Regions from separate parts of the Solanum lycopersicum genome. Here region 1 is linked to region 2. A link is a contact called in public HiChIP or PLAC-seq data. All regions are on one chromosome and are shown on one strand. Each heading gives the region's core, a stretch centred on a gene start, on an enhancer-like site or on the middle of the called end of the contact. The rest is flanking DNA. Distances are from core to core; before and after follow the strand shown.

Evidence for each region. HiChIP or PLAC-seq counts read pairs in DNA pulled down with a chosen protein or histone mark.
Region 1: a contact with region 2 is called in an RNA polymerase II HiChIP or PLAC-seq map of leaf, with 2.7 times the contacts expected there. The contact joins two enhancer-like sites. A contact is called at or near these places in 1 of 8 Hi-C or Micro-C datasets (leaf mesophyll) and 1 of 1 datasets of contacts at active chromatin or transcription factors (leaf).

What each region holds. Positions count from the first base shown.
Region 1 is chr10:10,578,990-10,583,642 of SLM_r2.1, reverse strand. No RefSeq gene overlaps it. Among protein-coding and RNA genes, the nearest start is that of LOC138338701, 4.4 kb to the right of the region's middle. Within about 2 kb of position 2,987, at least 2 of the 2 cell types and tissues checked have open chromatin away from gene starts, as enhancers often do. A contact at or near this core is called in leaf, where this site is marked.
Region 2 is chr10:10,435,237-10,439,860 of SLM_r2.1, reverse strand. No RefSeq gene overlaps it. Among protein-coding and RNA genes, the nearest start is that of LOC101267454, 4.5 kb to the left of the region's middle. Within about 2 kb of position 2,675, at least 2 of the 2 cell types and tissues checked have open chromatin away from gene starts, as enhancers often do. A contact at or near this core is called in leaf, where this site is marked.

The sequences.
Region 1 (4,653 bases), core at 1,738-4,237, 140 kb before region 2:
TAAATAAAAATTTATATTTATTTCCGACACTCTTCACCTAGGAAAATTAAAGGGAGTACTATATTAATTCAAACATAAAGGTGGGGGCTATTTTTTTCTCTAGCTTTTTGTTTTGTGCATTCCATATATATATAACATTTATTTACACCATTAATTCGAAATTATGTTGTATAGAGGGAGCCCATTGAAAAGGCAAATTTTTTCAAGACAAACTTACCTAAATTTCAATAGTTCCGGAAATGATTACTTGTATACATTTTAGTTTATAATGATATCATGTATGTTATCAGATTTTGATGCTTTTAGATATTTACAATTAAAATTAGATATAATTTGTTCTAGATATATTGTATCCAAGTGAATTCGAATGTATCTGAATACATAACAAATTCAGTTCGCCTCCCTTCATTTTGTTCACCACTCATTTATGTATTTAGGATACATAAAAAATCTCACTCACCTCTCTCTCAAACTTAGTGTATATAAATGTATTTTTCAGAATATATGATATAAAACTTTCAATTAATGATTAAAATACGTAATATTTTTAAAGTATAGATAATAATAATTATTATTATAATAATAATAATAATAATAATAATAATAATAATAATAAATGCTAATAGAGTATGTCTAATTATGCAGTTTTTTTTCTTTTTAAATTAAAAAATTATCTTATTATACGGCTTAAACCCAAAACTTCTTATTGAGACTTAATTGTCCGACAATAATTTATGGTTTTTTGACTTAATCATCCTACAAAAATTATCGACAAACTAATTTGAATTCTTATCAGGTAAACTCTCCTAGTCATTCATCACCTCTTGATATTATATTACGTTGGACTCATGTGCTAAAGAAACCTAAGTTAAGGACTTATAGGAAGCAAATATAAGAAAGATTGAAATGAAAAAAAAATAATATAAAATTGATGGCTTGGCCTAACATGTGTCAGTGTAACTACCACAAAGCACTAGTGTGGTTCTTCATTCATTGCCCTTAACAACAGACAGCTCTTGCTAATAAATATATGGGCCTTTTTCTTTTCCAATTTTAGTGTATTTCTTCATTGATTTGAGGTGTCCTTGATTGGTTGATCTTGTTAGATTGTCTATTCGCTGTTCCAATCACTTAACATATTATATTGATAATGTATTTATAAAACACATCTAGACATGGTATATATGTGTATATTTATGTCATCCAACCTTATTATAAATCAAGCAATCAATAATTTTTAGGCCTACACAATGATGGATCCAATGTCTTTGAATATGTTAAAACTGTTATGAAATCAAAAGTAATAATGAATCCAGTTTCTAACTCACAAATTACAACGTCCACTAGGTTCAAACTATAATTTTACTATCTAGAACAAATGTAGTTTATATTCACTACATTGGATTGAATATCGTTCGTCGAAAAAATTATATCGTATATATATAAGTAAAATAAATAAAGTATATTCTGATCATCTTTGACACAACAATATAATGTAGTCCAATAGTACAGACATCTTTAAAGTGCAAATACAAGCAAACTTAAAGTGTTTGTAGTAACACGATCTGTAGATTTTGAAAATTAAAATAACTGTATAAATATAGGAGTTCTATTTAAACTTTAACTGGTAACCAGCTGTGAGGAGAGGTGAATAGATTAGGAATGTTTTGTTGTTAGGTGTTCAAAGCTGTAATTCTCGTTTTATTATCAATGGTAATGTTCACAGTTGTTTTAAAAAAAAAAAAAAGAAGCAGACTCACTTTTACATCTGAATACGTCTCTGGCACTGAATATGTAAAAATATGTCAAATTCTTAATTTTGTAAAAAATTTAAATATTGAATTCTAACACTTTTCTTGTTTTTTATTGGAAGAAAATTATGATATTTTCTTGTGGTGAAAGGGAGAGTGGGTAGGAGGTGTTGAGAGAGTTGTTGAAATGTGAATATAAATTAATATCTCAACTTCTCAAAGTGCATAAACTCTTAACCGACACAGAGTCAACGTATGTGTCAGCCTTTTCCCACCAAATGCAAACCCTTCCTCTGAAACTTTTTTTATTATATAGAAAAAATGAATTAAGATTATAAAATTAAAAGTTTTTTAACTTTTTAAAACAATACATTATTAATTATAGAGTCGATTAAAGTTCAAATTGATTAGAGAATCAACGCGTAGTTTACTTATACTATGGATTTGAGTTATCTTTCTTTTTCATATAAATTAATATTTGAGTTAGAATTAGATTTAGATATCATTTTTTTACCTAAATATTGCATGAATATTAACATTTATATTTTATTTTTTATAATTTAAATTGTAAAGGATTATGTTGAATTATGTCCTTATTAGTTTAATACCATAGTGTTTGATCGGCAAATTACATTATATCGAAATTTTCTTATCTTTACTCTAGTAAGGTAAATTAAGAATGTTCAAATAACAGATCCTTTAAATACAAAAAATAAATATGATTCTATTTAGATTATCAATTTGGGCAGAATTCAGCTAACTCATTAATTTTCTTTTTTTTTTAAAAAAATTTGATCTCGATGACTAATAATAATATGCTCAATATATATATAATTCCCTGAGTAAAATGTAGACATATTTTCATTCAATATCAAATAATTATATTGAATTCTAATATAAATTTGGATCGAAAAGTTTCACATTAAGGTAAAACTAATCCTTAATAAAGATGATTTTGTATTCAAAAACATTTAAATTAATGACATTTAATTAAGAATAAAAGGTTAATTATCATTTTATCTTAACTCCTATTATAAATAAAAAAAATTATTCTCAATAAACTCTAGATAAACAAGTAAAACATTTGAAGCGAACTAATTTAAAAGTTAAAAAGATATTCTTTGTTTGAAAATAACTTGAGCATAATTTTAGTTGTACTTAGGAAGAGAGAGAGTAGACAAGTTGTCTGATAGTTTCCGTGAGTGGATATTTTCCCACTTGCTCTTATTATTATATTATTTGAAATAACTATATGTCGTACGTTGGATACTATCAAATCTTTATTTGTCTTCTTGCTGCCTTTACACAAACCCCCTTTTTCTTCTTTTTATTTACATTCGAACCTTTGTAATTTATTGGTTATTCCAAAGTTTTCAACTTTAAATTTGTTGATGCAAACTCTTTTCAACGTATAGTACTGTTACTTAATCTATTTTAATTCATATGATACATTCTTTCTTTCTTTTTTTTTTTTTGAAAAACTACATAAATTGATACATTTTAATAAATAATTAATAATTTTAGCGATATTTTTTATTTATTATCATTTATAGTAATTATGTAAAATCTGCAATATGAAATAAAGATGAATTATGTATGCAATATATATGAATTATAATAGTTTTTTGAAATATTGTCACGACCCAAAATCACGAGTCGTGATGGCACCTATATTCCCAAACAATAGGTAAGCCAACCAACATATTTTAACAAACATAACTAACAAGATGTGAAAAGACAACAATTTCCAAATCTCCAACACTGAGTTCTTATAAGTACCAATGCGGAAAACTGAAAAAAAAATACTACCCAAGAAATGGTGTCATGAGTACAAGAGCTTCTAAAATACGATGCAAGTCTGAAACTAAAAAGGCAAATCTAACATAAGGGATATTCTGTCTGAATACTGAATAACAGAATAAGTAAAAGATAGAGGGAGGTGTGGGCCACGGAACAGCAAAGCAGCTCACCACAACTCCAAGACACTACAAATTCGGACTCAAACTGCTCCTCGAGATATGCTCCTACTTGGAATCGAATCTGCACCACAAAGAGTGCAACAAGTGTAGTATGAGTACGAAACCACGTGTACTCAGTATGTCTCATTGACCGACCCCCGAAGAAGTAGTGACGGGAGTTATATAAGAAAATAAATTCTTAGATTGTACAAGTATATATATATATATATATATATATTACACTTACTATTTAAGTTTCATCAATAAAGGAAATCAACATTTAATATTTTCCAAACACCAAACGAAACATATGGTCATCAAGAATGAATGATGGGATGAAATGCAATGCAATATGATGTCATGCAATGATATGTCTCAGAATACCCAGTACTCACTCAACCGTATATACATGATACTCCTCGGAAATACATCGAGAGTTCATGACCCATGGGGGACTCGCGAGGTCCATATACCGACACGGACGATCTCCACATGTCTGTGCGGACGATCTCAACGCACTATCATAATATTAAACAATTTTCGCACGGATAGTCTCCACGTGCCCAAATTACAATCTTAAAATCTCACCATCCCCAGCACGGACGATCTCCACGTGCCCAACTTATACTCAGTCTCATCTCTATGCATGTGCACAATATTGTTTCAATAGAGGGAATGATGATGCATCTCAATCAATCAATATGAATATAATACATAACCACCTCAATTATCTCAACTATACGGGTGAAATAAATAAAACACAATCACACAAGGAATTCAAGTCAATAACATATCAGCTAATGCCCATATGCTTTGGCATTCTCAAATTTCACTCCACATTTTATAATAGTACTTTTCCTTTTTATAACACCGGTACTCGTACCAATGTCCGTCACACCATTGATACGAGACCACCATCTTTGCCCCTTACCCCTTGTTTATTT
Region 2 (4,624 bases), core at 1,426-3,925:
CTGACTAATTGATTTTCTTTAAGAGAATTTTGGTTGATGTTTACTTTTATGAGTTATGTGTAGTGGTGGGGGTAGGTGCATTAATCAATATGTTTGTTTTTCTTTGACCTTTCTTATCACAAACAACAAAAATTCAAAAATAATATCATTAGTATAAATAATTTTTAAAACTATTATAAATTATCTATTTTATGGTTATGATCAACTTCTTAGACTCTAAATCGTTTTTCCAGGGGATTCAAAATATATTTGTGCATTAAAAATACTTTATATATGATGTAATTTTTTTATTATGATGGGTTTGGGTAAAACACCTTACCCTCTTCTAGGTGTGCCTTTGCTTTCATTTATTATTTTTATATACACTATTAACTACTTATTTTATAAGATCTATGAATATATATCAATTAATATGGTATGGTGATTAACTATTTATATTGATCATTATTTTTTGAAAGGACTGCAAAATTTAAAAATGAGCATCCTATAAATACCAAGTAATTTAAGTTTATTAAAATAGAATTAAAGGCAAATAAATTAAATCCGATCACTTTTTTTTGCTGCCTAGAATCTGGCGATACCAACAACCAAAGTACGTAATCATACGGATTAAAGTAAAATAATTCATTAATATCAAATTTTGAAAATAGAAGACTAGAAAAAACAAAAAGTGAAAGTCCACACTTCCGCGCAAGAAGTTATTTATAGAACAAAATCTCTTATATAATATTACAAAAATGTTAGTCTAGATTCTTAAAATGTCTATTTTAGATTACACTTGAGTTAGTATGATCACGTGGTCACAAAATCGTCACAAATTTTTGAGATTGATAGTTGATAATTTCGTCATTATCATGTTTTGTGCATCGGATATAGTAGAGAGTTCACGTCTAAAAATATTGCTTCTTCATATTAAATTAGATGTCATTTATAAATATTTTATTATTATTGAAGAGAAACTCTTTGACTTTGAAATTTATTAAGATTCAAATTTAGACTAAACTCATTCGATCTCCTCTCTTTTTTTCTATCATGACTTCATCCATCGAGATCAACATTAGTTTTACAAGGGCTAAAAATTTACCCCATCTATTATGAAAATTATTTGTTTCTCCTTGTATATTTTCTTTTCAAGAGTACAAAAAATCATAGAGTTTGGTTTAACTTTGATGAGTCAAACGGTGAAGTCCTTTTAGAATTATTTTTTTAATCAATAATAAACCATGATAAGGTTAATGACTTTTATATATTTCTTCCAATTTATATCACTTGGCTGATGTTGATATAGTACATTTCTTAACAAAATTTTCACTAAGTGAGTACTTTATTAAATTAACTTTATTATAATGTTTTGGAGCTCTAATCTGGCTATTACCATTTTATGTAGTTATTTAAAACTAAAAGTCTAGGGAAAAAAAGAGAGAATTAAAATATTGAATAAGTAAAATGAAATCCTTTTTTTAATAAAAGGATAAAAATAAAATGAAACGAATAATAATAAGACAAAATACTTTATACAACAAATTGAAATACATGATAAATTTAAGATGTATTTTTGAAAAGGATGAAACAACATCTTCGATATAGGGTTTGAATTTTTGTTTTTTCTACTTATTTGACTACTATTGCCCTTAACATTAATTTTTGTGTTCAAAATGTCTCTCCCTCCATGTTCTATTCACTCCAATAGTCTTTTACGATAACAAAAAGTAAAATAAATATACGCCCCTTATTTTAACAAAATTATGAGATGATATATCTGAATTTTAATTAAATAAATAGTAATGATTCATTGGTCCACATTAATGTTAGACTCAACTCATCCAAATTAGTCGGAATTTCGTACTTCTGTCGGATCCTCCCTATCTCCTGATCGAGCTTGTGTAGGTAGATGTTACCTGGTAGGGCCGATAGTAATACACCTAACTCAATGAAGGCGACTGCCAGCACTGACTCAGACACACACGTGGGCGGTTGGAGGACAAATAAGATTGAACGAAGGGTAAAAGTAATAGTGTTTTTAACTAGAAAATAAATGTTAATGATTGTTGAAGTCCAATAAATAAAGGATAAGGATTGAAATCACTTATTTTTAAGGTAAAATCACCATTTATTCCTTATAAGTTTATAATTAGAGAAATCATTCAAACTGATACAATTTTATAATTGCTGATACATTAATCTGATATTCGAGATACATTAATCATTAAGTAAGATAAATTACATTTTATATAGGATAAACTAATTTGATGTACATTTTATACATGATACACTATTCTGATGAAGTGATACCTTAATCTAATACATGAGATACATTAATATGATGCGCTGATACATTAATCTGATGCGCAAAAATAAGGAATTTTGGAGATTTGTAAAACTAATAAGAAATAATGGTAATAGGAGAATTTAAAATATGGGATTTCTTTCATTTTTCCTAAATAAAATGAAGAACAAATTTAAATCATTATCAATATATATTCTTAGATGCTTTTTTTTTTTTTACCTGTTTTCATAAAAATAAAAATTATATAGTAATAAATGTATGAGTAAAATATGTGGTAATTTCATATGGTGTATATAGTAATTATTATGAGTAGGTAATTTATCTTTAGTGTTATGATGATATAGGAAGAGTTGACGTATAGATGTTGGTTTACCTTCAATGTTTTCTTTGAAACTTCCACGAAATTTAACAACTCATTTTGCCTCCTCCTTCTACACATTGAGTTCATACTCATACTTCTCTCTTCACGTCATTTTCATATTGATAATAAATAATTAGAAAAAATAATTTTTATTAATATCAAAGTGCTAAGTACAAAACTAAATGGGACAGATCACCCGTTTCTAAAAAGAAAAAAAAAGTATCAAACATATCTATAAATTCGGCGTGAATTATTTATTTTATTTTAAATTATTGAAATTTTTAAAACGTCTTTTTATTTGATTAACTAAATTTAAATACATCATTGATCTTGTAATATGAGCCAAATACACTCTTCAATTCTCGCCAAGTTTAGATATGTTTTCAGCACTTTTCTCAATTTTTTTTATTAAGAGCCTCATGATGCTACAAAAAACTGAGATCACTTGTCATGTCATATGACAGATCGGGGTGCATCTAAGTTTAGATAGTCAATAGAGGAGTACTTTTAAGACTATCAATATTTTAGAATGAAATTAATAATTTATGTTTTCAATACTTCTCTCACAAAGAAATACATACTCGAGACTTAACAAAGGGGCTTCACTACACTTTTTTAATTTTAATTTTTTAAAGTATTACCCCTAGACGGATAGTCTAGCGGACTTTTATTAAAAAATAAAAATATCAATAAGGATAAGTACAAGCAAGGAGATTTTTAGGTATAATGTCTTATTTCTTGTGAAATTACTTTTATTTGTGAAATGAACAATTTTCCCTTCCTCTTGGTGTTTTCATACTTAACTTGTGTTGCGGGAACAGTTAGTATGGGTCCTAAAGCGATCGGGTGATATTTTAGTGTTTTTGAGCCTTTTAATTGAATTATATTGATATAGTTGACCTTGATCAACATTTTGAGATTCAAGCATCGAAGGATATTTTCGTTAGTTTCATTGCATATGGAACATTTTGTTAAAGCTAGTAGGGTGGTGGACAAAGTTTCAAGGCCTTAAGTTGAGTTTTGGGTGTTATAGGCAGGATGTTGAGCTTTTAGCCTAAAGAGAGGTTCGGGAGGATTATTTCTATCAATTGATCTTTTTGCAAAAATCTAACAATTTCATTATGTCTGAATTGTCGAATTTAGTGGGATTACGAGTGTGTTTGGTATGAAGAAAAACATTTTCTGGAAAATGTTTTCCAATTTTCTCATGTTTGGTTGGGACAAAAGTTTTGAAAAATGTTTTCCAAATCAACTCATTTTCCTCAAAATTAAGGAAAACGACTTCCCTTCAAAAATTATGGAAAACATTTTCCAAATTCTCCTCCAATTTCAAATTACATTTTTTTTGGGAAAACAAACATTAATTTTTTTAAAAATATTTTCAATTTCAAAATTTTATTTTTTCACCCGATATCTGACCACCCTCCCCCCTGCCCCCCCCCCCCGTCCCCCCTGCCCCAACACCACCCCCTCCCCAAAAAATTAATTTTGCTTTTTAAAAATATTTTCAACTCCAAATTTTTATTTTTAAGCTCCTACCTCCCCCCACCCCCGGCCAGCCCCCTACCCACCCCAATCAGCCCCCTTACCCCCACCCCCAACCCCCAAAAAATTAATTTTATTTTTTAAAATACTATCAACTACAAATTTTTATTTTTCACTCCTACCCCCTCCTCTGCCCATATCATCACCACCCAAAAAAATTATTTTTAAAAAATATTTTCAATTTCATAAATTATTTTTTATTCTAGTAAAAATAAAAGATATTCCTCAAAAATATTTTTCATTCATAAATCAAACACAAAATCATTTCCGAAAAATATTTTCTACTCACCACCAACCAAACATGAGAAAATAAGTCCAAAATCTATTTGTTTTCCAAGAAAACATTTTCTAGGAAAACATTTTCCTTCATACCAAACACACCCTACATGTCCAACTATTTTTTATCGGAATCCAAACAATTTCGAGGGTCC